Linked DNA regions of Mus musculus: region 1 is linked to region 2. A link is a contact called in public HiChIP or PLAC-seq data. All regions are on one chromosome and are shown on one strand. The core of a region is the stretch at or near the end of the contact, and the rest is flanking DNA. Distances in the headings are between cores, read along the strand shown.

What was found. HiChIP or PLAC-seq counts read pairs in DNA pulled down with a chosen protein or histone mark.
Region 1: a FOXA1 HiChIP or PLAC-seq map of pancreatic cancer cells shows a contact between it and region 2. The contact joins two enhancer-like sites. A contact is called at or near these places in 1 of 484 Hi-C or Micro-C datasets (embryonic stem cells) and 1 of 115 datasets of contacts at active chromatin or transcription factors (pancreatic cancer cells).

What each region holds. Positions count from the first base shown.
Region 1 is chr1:186,445,074-186,451,854 of GRCm38.p6, forward strand. No RefSeq gene overlaps it. Among named protein-coding and RNA genes, the nearest start is that of Gm35426, 38 kb to the right of the region's middle. Within about 2 kb of position 3,903, at least 84 of the 459 cell types and tissues checked have an H3K27ac peak or open chromatin away from gene starts, as enhancers often do. A contact at or near this core is called in pancreatic cancer cells, where this site is marked.
Region 2 is chr1:186,042,425-186,049,826 of GRCm38.p6, forward strand. No RefSeq gene overlaps it. Among named protein-coding and RNA genes, the nearest start is that of Lyplal1, 71 kb to the right of the region's middle. Within about 2 kb of position 1,292, at least 18 of the 459 cell types and tissues checked have an H3K27ac peak or open chromatin away from gene starts, as enhancers often do. A contact at or near this core is called in pancreatic cancer cells, where this site is marked.

The DNA.
Region 1 (6,781 bases), core at 2,653-5,152, 410 kb after region 2:
CTTTTAGGGACACAATGGTTATTGGGCTCAGTGAACTCCCAGGATGAGGACAGAGGGTTCCTATGTTGTCTTTGAAATGCTGGCCCCACAGGGATGATTGGAGACACATTTTCCCCATGGCCCTCCAAGGGAAAGAAGACTCACTTGTTTTCCACAGCGCCAGATAGTTTTAGAATGCTGTCCTTCCCAAACAGCTCCCTTCTTTCCAGAAGCCAAATGTGTCCTAAGGTACCAGGTTTCACGTGAGCTTCAGATTATAAAAGCCCCTCTTTAAGAGAGACGTCTGCTCTGCCCTGTTGCTCAGATACTGTGATGGAAATAATCTTGTAGTTAATTGATTGTGTTTAAAGATTTTCAGATTTTCTAAATCATGTCTTTGGGTACAGACCGTGTGTCCTAGGTTTCACACCTTTTCATGCACATGTGAATATCAAGGGGTTCGTCACATCATGAGATGTTCTTGTTAGGAATGAAGGATAATGAAGGAAAGAGAAGGGAAAAAGGGAAGGGCATGATCTGTGGCTGGGATCGGATGTGTGTTTGCATGTGCATGTGTGTGTTCGAGTGCGTGTGGGAGCCAGAGGACAACCTCCAGTGTGCATGTCTTTGCTTGCTATTAACTTCTATTTATTTATTTATCTATCTATCTATCTATCTATCTATCTATCTATCTATCTGTTGTTATTTGAAACAGGTCTTTCACTGACCTAGAACTACACAAGTAGGCCAGGCTTGCTGTTTAGTGAGCCCCAGGAATCTGCCTGTCCCGTCATCCCCCCAGGGCTGAGATTACAAATTCAGGTCAGTCTTGTCCTGCTTGGTGGTTTGCACTGAGAACCAAGTGTGCGATACATGTGCCTATGGAGGCCATTTCTCATTCAATCAACCGCACCCGGAGGATCCCGAGGCACCCCAGACAAACGACTGCCACTGCTCCCGATTTACCACCGTAACTGGATGATAAGGCCCTCTTGCTGAAAAGACAACCAACACTTTGACTACAGAAAAACAGAGAAATCCTCTGGAACCCAGCGTAAGCTCTCTCCCTGCTAGCCAGCTTTCAGAGTGCTGGAAATCACTACCTGGTGGGAAAGAGACATCAATGTTTGCATCCAGCACTGGACGCTGCACGCTACAACCCTTACCTGCTGCTGAGCTAGGCCTGCTGCTGACACAATAGTGGTGGAACTGTTTATGGGAGTAAACAATCACTCTCTTGATCAGATTAGAGACCTGCTCAACAGGAGGGAGTTCATGCCTGAAACTGTGAACATGGTCTATGGGTTTGTGCTGCTCCCATCCTTGGTCAGAGAAACTTTTAATGGCAGTGAGTAGTTGCTAATGCAAATAATTGTTGCTGTTAGAAGTGCTGAGAATAAAAGACTGTGGGCACTCAGCCTGAGAGCAGCATCACTCTACAGGTTCAGGGACCATCCCAGAGGAAAGGATATAAAGAAAGTAAATGTGAGAGGATTGCAGAGGGGAGCTGTGAAAGTCTGTTCTCTGAACACACCATGGCTGGTATACACATGAGCCCAAGCATCTGTGGTTACATGCACAGAATATAGAGAGAAAGAACTGAAGGGGCTGAAGGGTTTGCAGCCCCATAGGAAGAACAACAATATGAACCAACCAGTACCCCCAGAGCTCCCTGGGACTGAACCACCAACCAGGGTACACGTGGAGGGACCCATGACTCCAGCCACATATATAGCAGAGGATGGCCTTGTCCAGCATCAATGGGAGGAGAGGCCCTTGGTCCTGTGAAGGCTTGATAGATGCCCCAGGGCGGGGAGGTGGGGGTGGGAGGGTTGGTGAGCAGGGGGAGGAGGAATGGGTGTTTTTCAGAGGGGAAACCAGTAAAAGGGATAACATTTGAAATGTAAATAAAGAAAATATCTAATAAAAATTTCAAAAAAATAAAGACCATCAAATGAGTATAGCACAGGGAGAGAGGGGGCTCGGAGGCCCCGTCTGAGGAGCTGTTAATGACTGATGGCTAGGAGAGTCACTTTTTATTGAAAGTATGGCCTCTGGTAAGTTGCCCCTGTGGATGGCCCCATATCCATCTGCAAGTCTTCTCACCAACTGAAGTCAATAGCCAAATAATCAAATAAAGGAGGACATAAAGTCAGGACAGAGATGTGATAAGAGGCTTCTGGGAGTGTAGAAGCAGGATGTGGGGTGTAGGTTTGATCAAGACACATTTATACACGTATGAGATTTTCAAAGAGCAAATAAAAAAAAATGTCCTGGAGAAAAAGAAACTAATACTTCCCAGTGAAACCAGTTTCAAGCATTTCCTTAGTTTTTAGTCTTCTGGTTTTATGAGCTTTAAGCTTTTCTCAGCCAATTGTTCTTCTTGGTGTGATTCTGTGTTTACTGATATGTTTGAATGACGCTTAAGGTGTGTAACTGCCCAAGTCATTTTGGGCTTCTCTAATGAGATAGCAAGAAACAGATGGTTGTAAGCAGAAGAAATGTCTTCCCCAGAGTTGAGGAGGGTTGGAAGTCTAAGATCAGGGTGCTGGTACATTCCTCTCTGTGGAGGGGCTGCCTCCAGTTCACTGGTGGCCATCATCTCTGTCCTCACAGAGAGATTCCTGAGTTTTCTTCTACATGGCTCTGAGCCCACTGGTGAGGGCTTGTCTCTTGTCACCTCCCTCATGTCACCTGGTCAATGTCCAAGTCCTCCCTCCAAGTACCATGCCACTAGGATCAGCTAGAGGGAGGTTCGGCATTCAGTCCTTAGCTAGCAGTGACTATGTTTATTACCCAACTGTCCTCCCTGCAAACACACAGAAGCAGGAAGATCAAGCTTTGAGTCAAACCTGTACAAACAAATGCTTTGCCCAGAGCCAAGGTGTTAGCAAAGAAAGGAAAGAACTGGCAGAATTCTAGCAGCACAGAAATGGTCGGAAGTCAGTAGTGATCACTTGTCCTGCTCTGTCTGGTGGGGATGGCAGGGAGCCGTGGCTTTCTTTAAATGGATTTGGCTGGATTGCATCAAGAGATCAAAGCCATGAAGAAAAGCAAGGGAGGAAAGAAAGGGGGAGAAGCAAAGGAAGGGAAGGGAAGGAAGGGGAGGGGAGGAGAAGGGAAAAGAGGGAAAGAGAACAGAAGAGAGGGGAGGGGAGGAGAGAAAAGGAAAGGTGGGAGAGAAGAAGGGAGGGGAGGGGAGGGGAGGAAAGGAGGGGACAGGGGAGGGGACAGGGGAGGGGACAGGGGAGGGGAGGGGACAGGGAAGGAGAGGAGAGCAGAGGAGAGGAGAGGAGAGGAGAGGGGAGGGGAGGGGAGGGGAGGGGAGAGGAGGGGAGGGGAGAGGAGAGGAGGGGAGGGGAGGGGAGGGGAGGGGAGGGGAGGGGAGAGGAGAGGAGAGGAGAGGAGAGGAGAGGAGAGGAGAGGAGAGGAGGGGAGGGGAGAGGAGAGGAGAGGAGAGGGGGGACAGGGGAGGGGAGGGGAGAAGAGAAGAGAGGGGAGAGGAGAAGAGAGGGGAGAGGAGAAGAGGGGAGAGGGGAGGAGAGGAGAGCAGAGGAGAGCAGAAGAGAGGAGAGGGGACAGGAGGGGAGGGGAGGGGAGGGGAGGAGAGGGGGAGGGGAGAGGAGAAGAGAGGGGAAGAGAGAAGAGGGGAGAGGGGAGGAGAGAAGAGGGGAGAGGATGGGAGGGGAAGGAAGGAGAGAAGGGGAGGGGGGAAGGGAAGAAGAGAGGGAAGGAGGGAGAGAGAGAGAATCATACCTTATACTCTAAATGTATGGCATAAACAAACAACTCAATCAGATCAGTGGAAGGAGATGCCAAGTCTGGAGACAGGGTTTTCCCAGGCACCAGCTGGTAGGCAGCCCTGTGGCAGTGCCTGCTGCTGATCTGGCCTTGGCTGAGACAGTGTCTGCTGAATAAGTAGGCTGACCCCAGAGCCAAAAGCAGCAGCCCTACTGCTGAAGACGCCCCAGGGATCCCTTCTGCTGACTCAAATCTTTCCTCAGGGATTTAGAAAACAAATGAAGCTCTGAGAAGTGGGGCCACTGGGAGGGCCATTAGGAGAGCAACGCAACGTCTCTCTGTTGTCTTCTTATATGTAATGAATTCGGTCCAATCTGGGGCCCAGCAACCAGATCCAGGCAGAACTAACTAACTCCCTTTGGAAGGAATGTCCCTGGGTTGGGATAAGGGGTTGTCCGGCAGGCCCAGAAAAACGAAAAACTGAGAAAAAGGATAACAAGGAAGAAAAATGCATTTAGGCATATATTTCTAAATGAAATACAGATGGGAACAAATTTCCATGCCAGCGAGTCTGCTGTGGAAGAAGAGGAGGAGCTCAAGGTAAACGACCAAGAAAATGACTCATCTGGGCAGGAATAAGGAAAGAGATCAAGTGTTCCTGAATTATTAGTAACTCAAAATTCCAGCCGCATGCAGCGGCTTCAAAGCGGCGCTCTGCAAGTTCTGACCTCTGGTGAATGCCTGACCCAGCGATGACTTTGGGTAACCAGAGCCAGGGTATTTTGGGGAATGTTTAACATGTCTAGCCCGCATATATTTGCTCTCTCTCGCTCGCTCTCTCTCTTTTTTAAGATCTAGAAATATGTTAACTATTTCAGAAACTAAAGTAGATGTTTGAAGAAGAATTTTCACTGTTTGTCGCTACATTGCTACCTGAAGAAGATATTTATTGAATGCTTACAGTAGGAGAGGCAACAAGCCACATACTCAGTACATTATAAATAGATAAGGAGTGGCTACCTTTTCTACATACTTACAGTATATAAAGCATAGGGAAGACCCAAGCAAGAAAGGGAGGAAAAAGAGAAAGAAAAAAATCATATAAGCCTTTAGAATTCTAGCACACACCTCCACCCCTCTTCATGACACGATCCAATACATGTTAAAGTTTTTTTTTTTAATTTCCAGTTATGTGTATTTGTGTCTACATGTAGGTATGCACACATCTGAGCAGGTGCCTACAGTAGGGTGAAGAGTCCACTGGAGTTGGGGTTGGGGGTTATGAGCTCTGAAAACTAAACTAAGGTCTTTTTGGAGATCAGGAAGCACTCTTAACTGCTGAGCCATTTCTCCAGCCCAGCATCTACATTTGAACCAGCACCATTCAAACTTGCCTAAAGTCCATGTAAAAGCCAAAGTGAAGACACACTCTGTGGACCCAACTAGAGACACTGACTGGATCAGGCTTGTTCATGTACACATAGGTAGCATTTGTTCAAAGTACATTCTTTTCTTCTAGACTTTGGATGACATAAAGCCATGGTGAACTTTGCAATTGAAAGTGTCTGCTTTGTATTTTGACATATAATTTTGTATTTCCAAGGGTGATTCCCTTTAGACAGGCCACTGGTGGATAGAGATTTGCTATTACGGATAACTGATACTTCCCGGATGTTGCTTACTTAAGGAATTCTTGCCTTGGGTCTTTATTAACCTAGAGTTTCTGTTCTCTCAGAGCAACACTGGCAAAAGTGCACATGGCTGTCTGTCCAAGTGCTTCCTCAGCCAATTTTTCAAGTCACCTGGGATGAAGGCCATAAACTTCACACAGGGAGCAGCCTATCAGCAGGCATGGAAGGCGGGGACCAAGAATGGCATCTTTCAATCATGAGCACAGTGGAGATTCACAGTGCAGAGTTGCTATTGGTACTACGTCTCACCAAGAAATAGCTCAGTTAACAGTTAAGTCAGATAGATTCAGGGGCTCTACTTCAAATTGCATCCTCTTCTATGGCATTCCATTGCCTGAAACCATGTGTTGTCTTCACTGAATGGAGGAATGATGACACTGAAAAGAGACTGTGAAACTCAGTCCCTCCCTTGTCATAAGACAGTTACAAGGTATTTACAAGTACTAAGGGAACTGATCTAGGTCATACCCAGGAGCAAACTCAGGCTCTGTGGATGCCATTGACAAGCTCTGTCTGCCGAACACCCTTTACCCTTTATTGTATTATATATCATATATATATATCATTCCAGTGCCCACCCAAGCAAATATGTTATCAGGAATCTTATCTTACTGGTGAAAAAGCAGCAAGGGACAGAATATTCAAACACTCAAATGCTCTGCAGCATAGGGAGGCCTCAAAATCATCACAGGAGTCCAGTTCCATGAATATCCAGAAATCCAGATCCAGTGAGACGTAAACTAAATTATTGCTTTGTTTATGTTACAATAGCATGAAAGAAAAGCTGTTTTCTCTCACTCAAAGAATACACTCCACCTCCCAGTAGAGATACACTTTTGTCTCCTCCCTTAAGAAATTAATCCTGGTGGGTCAGCCAATCATCTGATCAAGAGACCAGCTCTCCTGAAAGTGGGTTACCTTACACCCTCTCCCTTTAGTGAGATCATGTACTTTTCCTTCCTGCCCCACGGCACAGTCCTTATAAGCCATCATGAGGCTTAACAGACCTCATGAGATCTGATTCTTCTCACCTCTCTTTCCTTTCTGATGATGACCAGAGTCTAAGTGTGCTTTCTTGGGTACCCTGAACTTCCCATCTTTCTCTAAGGCCTCCCTGTCCTGTGATCACCATGTGGTGACCTCCTTGTCATGTGTCCTCCATGGGGCTGACCTCCACATGCTGAGGTCTGGAGCTTGCCTGTCCCTTCTTCTTTTATAATCTAATAAAATCACCCTGGAGCTTCTGTTTGAATCTGTTTTATATGAATGAGACTAACAACCCCAAGAGAGGATACCCCCCCACACACACACATACACACACACACTTAATTGGGTGTGGTGACTAAGTGACCTATTAGTCCTGGGAACAT
Region 2 (7,402 bases), core at 42-2,541:
CCTTGATCCGGATGATCATCAGAGGAAAGGTTTGAATTACAATGGAAGACATTAGGGTGTGGATAAATTAAATACTAACTTCACTGGTAAGTGGGCCCCATGTATTGCTCCTAAATCCAGGAGCACCTTAGGGAGCAAGTTGTAAATTCCGTGGAGCTTTCTGCACCTAGCCTGGTACCTCACAAAAGAGAGGCTGCGGGTTTCAGAAATATTTGGCGGAAGGATATGACTGAAGAAGTTGGTGATGCGAGTAAGGAACTATTGGGTTGCAGAAGCGACAATCCCCATGAACCAATGTAGAGTTCTGATAGAACCTCCAATTGTCACAACCAGGATGATCTTGAGGCCAGTATATTTTATGAAGTTTATTTTCTGTGTGATCTAAGCTAAAATAGGTATTAAAGTTTATTCTCTGCCAGATTATTTCCTCATCTGTAAAATGGCAGTAAATACTGAGACATCAGGTAACTGAATGGATTGATCAGAGATCTTTAGAGCAATAATCTATGAACAAAATGACATAGGGAGGTATCACAAACCTTAAAGAGACTATGTAGCTGGCTTCCTCTGGGTAGAGTTTTCATTAACAAATAGGCACCTTTGTAACTTTCTTGGTTTGTCAGAGGCTGACGTTACCACAGCTTCGTCTAGGAATGAAATATCACTGCTGTACTTGGGAGCTGGCTCATGTTGTCAGGCTATTTTGTTGTTGTGACTGACTTTGGCTTTGTATTTAATGTATTTAATGTTATTATCTCTGTGGGAATACGTCCCAAATTTATGTGGATGGGTACAGTTTCATGAAAATTAGATAAGTGGTCTAATGTGTGGGCCGGGAGGTTTATGAGTGATGCTGTTTGAAATGACTTTCTGTTCTTCCCATGTGGCATTCAGGATAACTCCTTCTAGTATATTATGAAACATAAAAGGGGAATTTGTGTTCTGTGTTCAGAAGAAACACCAGGAGTTATGACTGTTCCTGGGAAACAGCAATATAAAAATGGAGTTTCCTGGAACGTTGGAATTCATTTTCAGAGACTAGTCAGCTCAGTGTTTTCCAGTATTGATTCGGTTCATCTATACATTCTTTGTGAGCCTTCACAGGACCAGCATCAGAAGCCATGTCTCACAGTTATCTTCTGCCTACCCCCAAACTGCATCTAGTTGTTGTGGATTCAGTGTAGATTCATAATCATCACTTTTTTTTACCATCATACAATACTATTGCACACTCTTGAGTCATATTTATTATTTATTTGTCTATGACTCATCTTCTCAAGAACTCCTTGACAAAGGAGCTCACATCACACTGTTTACTTCAGAGCTTCCCTGGGGGCCGGACTCCCAACTTTAACATAAGAGAAATGTGATAAACTTTTATTGTCTCAGTGTTTGGCTTACAACATATCATATAACCCGCTGCTCTGAATCCATGCAATCAAGGAAGGAAACACTAGGCAGACTGAGAGAATAGTCTGTGTATACCCCAGGGCTGTACCCAGGCTGGGATAACCCTGCAGACATTCTTTCTCTCCATCCCAGTTTATTGTCAGTGCTTCTTCTCAAGGAAGAACACACACAAAAAAAACGTGAAACTAAGAAAAGCAAATGGAAACTTCAAATACAAAGACACTGGCTTTCCGAGGGGGGAAAATATACGGTTCAGCACGCTTACCCTCACTAATAATAGACTCTATGGCTTTGAAAAGACTGTTGTCAAAATAACATCAGTGAAGCACTGAGGTCATAACTGGCACTACTGTTTTGGCCCTGTGACCAGTTTTACATCAGGGACTTATTTTCCAGTTTCTTTCCTCCCAATCACTGCAATCATTTGCTCTAGTAGAGTCTAAATTGAATGGCGCGCACCATAAACCTGCTCCCCACTGCAGCTCACGCTGGCATTGTAAAAACGCAGGCAACAGTGGGAGGCATTGAAGTGGCTCACACACTGACCTCTTAAAAACCAAAGAGTAGGAAAGAACATCTTACAGCCCAGGTTCCTCCAGAATCCCACACACGGGACTCCTGACCGCCCTGGCTTGGTTGGACACTCATCTCCACTAGACACCATGACCCAGACATGAGGACAGTGGACCCAGCCTTGGTCCATTCACAGACCCACAGTGTGAAGCTGTTCCCTGAAGGAGAGTGCCCTTGAATAACGATGTCCAATAGGTAGCCCTGCGTTAGTTTTGCTGGGCAAATCTAGGGAAAATAAATAAGAAAACTCACCAAGACTCCATCAAGCTGTTCATAAAGGACTTTAGAGGAAAAACTCTTATTCATCAGCCCATTAAGTCTATTGGCTCTGCTGTTCCCTCAAAAGAGAAAAAAAATTAAAGAGATGATGTAACTGAATTACTCTACCTAACTAACTGACGGCTTGAAAATTGAATTTGTCTTTCTTTTCCTGACATCATCACCAATAATAAAACTTAAGCTATTAAAACAGAGTTTTCATCAGGAATGTGTGATACAGACCTGTATATAGAATTTTTATGAGTAGGTTCTGACTCTGGAACTATCATATAGCTACATGAAAGTGCTTGCCATGCAGGCACAAGGATCTGGAGTTTGAATCCACGGGCCCTATCTAAAAGTTTGTTGTGGTGGCATATACCTGACATCCCCAAACCAGGGGTAAAGGAACTGGGGAGGGACACAAATAGATCCCTTGAGTTGATTGACCAACCCAAAACAGGAAAAAACAGGGAAAAAGAAAAGGTGGGAAGTTGAGTGGAAAAAAGACTCAGCATGGAACTCTGGCCTCAGAAACAAATGAATACACACATGCACACACCCGTGCATGTACACATCAGTAATATTTATGCACAGAAAGCGGAATTAGTTTGAATGACATTTATTATGCTATGGTAAGCTGAATACATTTCCTTATTTTTCAACATCTTCAACATTGATTGCTTTCTCTTCGAGTGGAGTTATCACCATGGCCTGTGAATTCTGATGCAAATAATTCTTTTCTCCATTTCTCTCTGAGTGGTTTATAGTCATTTATGGTATTTTCTTTGTGATCTAACTATCCTTAAAGGACATGCCTCTTAAGTTTCAAATACCTATGACTCAAGTTCTTACCCACTTAGAAAAGAAGTGACTTACCTGCCAGTTACTTTGCAGTGACTTTAACTTAGCATGGCGTTCTGATCTGTTCAAGCTGATATCATTGTGTACAGGAGCCTGAAAGGCTTCATTGAAACACATGCCCCATCAGAACATGAGCTCTTTCTGTGAGCATGGGTGCAGTAAATGAAATTCCTTCTCATATTATTATACTCTTTTATGCCAGTACTGGAGTTCCCTCTCTCCCGGGGGAAACATGCACTTTACCCTTTATTAAACTTTCATTTACAATTACAATTTTTTAGCTTTAGCTAGCTCATTGTAGAGTTGTGCCTATGTTATGGCTGTCGCTGTGATCTCCTTTATATCTTTATGCTAATAAGTCCTCTGAATCTTTCCTTTTATCCTAATATCTGTATTGACCGTCTTTTTAAAGATCTATTGCATTTTTAATTATGTTTGTGTGTGGATATCTGTTATGGGAGCTTGTGTGTAAGTGAGTGCAGGCATCCACAAAGGTCAGAAGAGGGCACAAATCACCAGCAGCTGTAGTTAACAGGCTATCATGAACTGCGGGACTGGCATCCGAACTCCAATCCTCTAGAAGAACAGCTCTTAACCTCGGAGCCACCTCTGCAGTCTCCAAATCACTGCCCTGATTCTTTTTGCGTTTCCTGATATTTTTCTCTAGAGTTATGTGTCCATCACAGTAGATGGTTTTAGAATGTTTCCAGTACTGCACAAAATGCTGTGTTTATTTACAGTCATATTATCTCTCTCCACCGCACCCCCACCCCACCATCTCTAAGCAACCATTAATTGATTTCTTTCTTCATAGTTTCCTACTTAACATAGTATAGTGGGTGAGTCATGCAGCAGCAGGCCCCCTGTGTGAGAGGTGCTTCACTTACTGCAATGGTTTGAAATTCATTTATGCTTTAGTAGGAATTAAGACATTGCTTTTATATTGTCATGAATAGATCCTGTTCAATCAGTCAATGTGGGCGTTTGCATTATATCTTGTACAATGGATGTAGTGGTGCTTACTCATGCACATATTTTTATGTGGACAGAGATTCATGTCTCTTTAGTGTGTATATACGTTTGGCTAGAACTGCTGGGTTATATGGTTACTCTACAGTTTTAAATTTCTAAGGCAGTCACATGATTTTACATCCCAGCAACATCACATATGGGACCTGCTCTCTCCTCATTTCTCCACATCCTCTCTGCACTCCTTAATGTGTTTCTTTGTATGTAGCTGTCATAAAGGGCATCAACAGTCATCCCTCTGAAGTTTGATGTTTTATCCTTTGATAGCTGGTAAAGTATGGGAGTCTAGAAATAATGATTTCTGAGTTCAGAAATTCTTTTTCATGGTGTGGCAAAATGTGGGTTTTATTGTTTAAAACATAGTGTGTTTTGAGGTTCCTTGGGGATAGCTGAACAGGTGAGAGTTCTCGAGCTTTCTGGGAGAATCAAAGTGTGTTCCCAGCACACACAATGGCTTACAACCATCAGTAACTCCATTTCCAGGAGCACTAACAGCATCTTCTGGCCTCCACATTCACCAGGTACACACATGGCACACATATATAAGAGAAAGAGCTCTTTAAATTCACTAAGTTTTATTTCTGTTTTCTCTTTTTTATTATTCCTTTCATTTTTTTCCCAATTTGTTTGCTTTTATGGGTTTAAATTGTCTTTGAATTCAACATGTGTCTCTGACTGGCCCTGAACTCATAGCAATCCTCCTGCCTTAACCCCCATGCCAAGCTGCTTTCCCCTGATTAAAAAATAAGCCAATTTGATAAGTTCTCAATATTAAATTATTTCCTCTTTTTGTTTCTTTTTTTCTAAAGATTCATTTCTTTCCATTGATACATATGTGCATGTGCACCTGCAGTGTAGGTACCCAGTGAGGCCAGAAGAGGGCATTGTATCCCATGGAGCTGGAGTTACAGGGTCTCAATAGTCATCAATGCCTGTGCTGGGCACTGACCCAGGGTCCTCCACAAGAGCCATATGTGCTCGAAACTGGCTCTCCAGTCCTGTGATTTATTCAGAAAATATTCTCATGCTACATTTCCTTGAAGTATTCTCCAAGTCTTTCCTTTTTGCCTTCTCGCTATCATGTGGTTAAAGTATTGCTCTACCTTTTGACTTTTTGAATTATGTAATCACTTATATTTTTAAATTCAGTAATAGCTACAATATCACTTACAGCAGCCAAACCAATTGCAAATTCAAAAACCATCAGTTTTAAAGGTTTGTGTCATGGCTATGTTCTCTGATTACAGTGAAATAAAGGGAAATTACTAACAAGAAAGATAGCTGAGAAAGCCACAAATGCTTGAAACTGAGCAGTAATCCACGAGTCAAAAATGATCATGACATAAATTAAAATGCCTAGAATTAAATGGTAATTAACATGTCTGCTTGCCAGGCATGGCAGTGCACACTTGCAATGACAGCCTACACATCAGGGAAATAGGAAAGTCTGGAACTTGAGACAGTTTGAGTGCAACAAGATAGTCCAGGCTTCAAAGAGTCTATCTCAGACTAAGACACACACACACATGCACACATACACACCCCAAAACACAAATAAACAAACAAATAAGACAGCAACAACAACAAAAACAAACCAAAATCCCAAACTCCAAACAAACAAAAAAAGCAAACAGCAGCAACAACAACAATAATAACAACAGCAACAACAACAAAAGTCTCAGAATACATTTATGGAAAAGGTGTTTGCTCTTACATTTTATGGAAACATTTAACCACCAGTCAATTATAAACAATTATATTTAAATAAACCTGAACTTTTAGACAAACGTGCATAGTTGGGGAAAAATACGCCATTCCATCACTGATGTAAAAATACACAGAAACTAAATAGTTACCTTTGTGGCTTTATTCTGTCACCAAATATTCTAAGAATCTCCAAGCACAGATGTTTCTACGCACAGTTTCTCCCCAACATTTAAACCAACACTAGAAAGAACTTCTAGAGCAGATTCAGCTCTATGACAGGGAAGCTCTGAGAGGAAGCCACCTCCTCGGGAATGCCTTAATTAAGGGAAGCGATGAGTGTGCTTATCTCATGAGAACAGATTTTAAAAAGTCCATAAAAGTCAGGAAAGCAAATGCAATCACGATGAAAGCAATGGTATATCAAGATTAAACCTGTTACGTTTTTAAAAAACGCTATTACACTGAAAGGAAGAGGAGCAGACTCGGGCCCTGTTCATGTTTGAATGGTGATATCATTACAGAACTGCATTTTGTTAGACATTCTATTCAATGTTCCCTAATGATAAGCCCACTTAGATTCCAGGAGTGCAGAAAGCTCCCTTGGTCTAGTAAAGGGACCTACAAAGTCACCGTGTTTGAGGTGATTTATCGAAAGAGCTCTGGTGTTTGTGGTAGAGACGGGGTTGCTCACTCTCCTCATGGCTCCTCAGCATTGGTCTCGAGGTCCTACCTCGAGCAATATGAAAACAGGAAGGCACAGAAGACATAAAACTTGGAGAAGAAGAAAATTAAATAGTAATTTTGACTCCAGGTATAGGAAACTGCAATGATTTATGGTCAAACTCTTAGAATTTTGAAGAGGTCCTTGTATGTCTCTTTCAGAGCAAGCACAATAATTTAGAACCAGGAGACTCATTCTATCGAGGGAGGGCACAGCGGCTGAAGCTCTGCCTGCAGCAATGGCAGCTGGAGGTTCAGTGTGTGATACCATAGAGAGTCAAGAAGAAGAGGGCCCTGGGTCAGACGAGACCCAGCCTGTGAGCCCCAAGCCTCACCCAGGTGTTCTACATCTGCCTACGTTGACCTCGGGTACACTAGGTTCCTCCCCAGAAAGCATGGCCACCAGTTGGGGATGATAGGATCAAACACACAAACCACTCCTGATTATTGTGACGTTTCCACACAAAATCAATTTTCGGTAGTCTGTAGATCTAAATATAAAAGTACACAGCTAATTTGGGGAAGTAAACATGAAGGAATATCTTTAATTTTTATTTGAAAAGATTTAATATGCCTACTAATTAATTGATTAATTAATCAGTGTATTGTCAAAAAATTTTAAGAGGCTATACCTTCTGAGAAAGAAAAATATTCTTGAAACCTAGTAGATATTATATTAAAAAATTGTATTAAAATGTAAGTTCACTTTCCTTAAAAGATACCGCGGAGTGTAAGAAAGAGCGTAGGAGAAGACATTTTCAGGTCCTCTGGAAGAGCAGCAAGAACTGTTGTCTCCTGAGCTGTCCCTCCAGCCTTATATGGTTTCTTTTCTTTTCTTCTC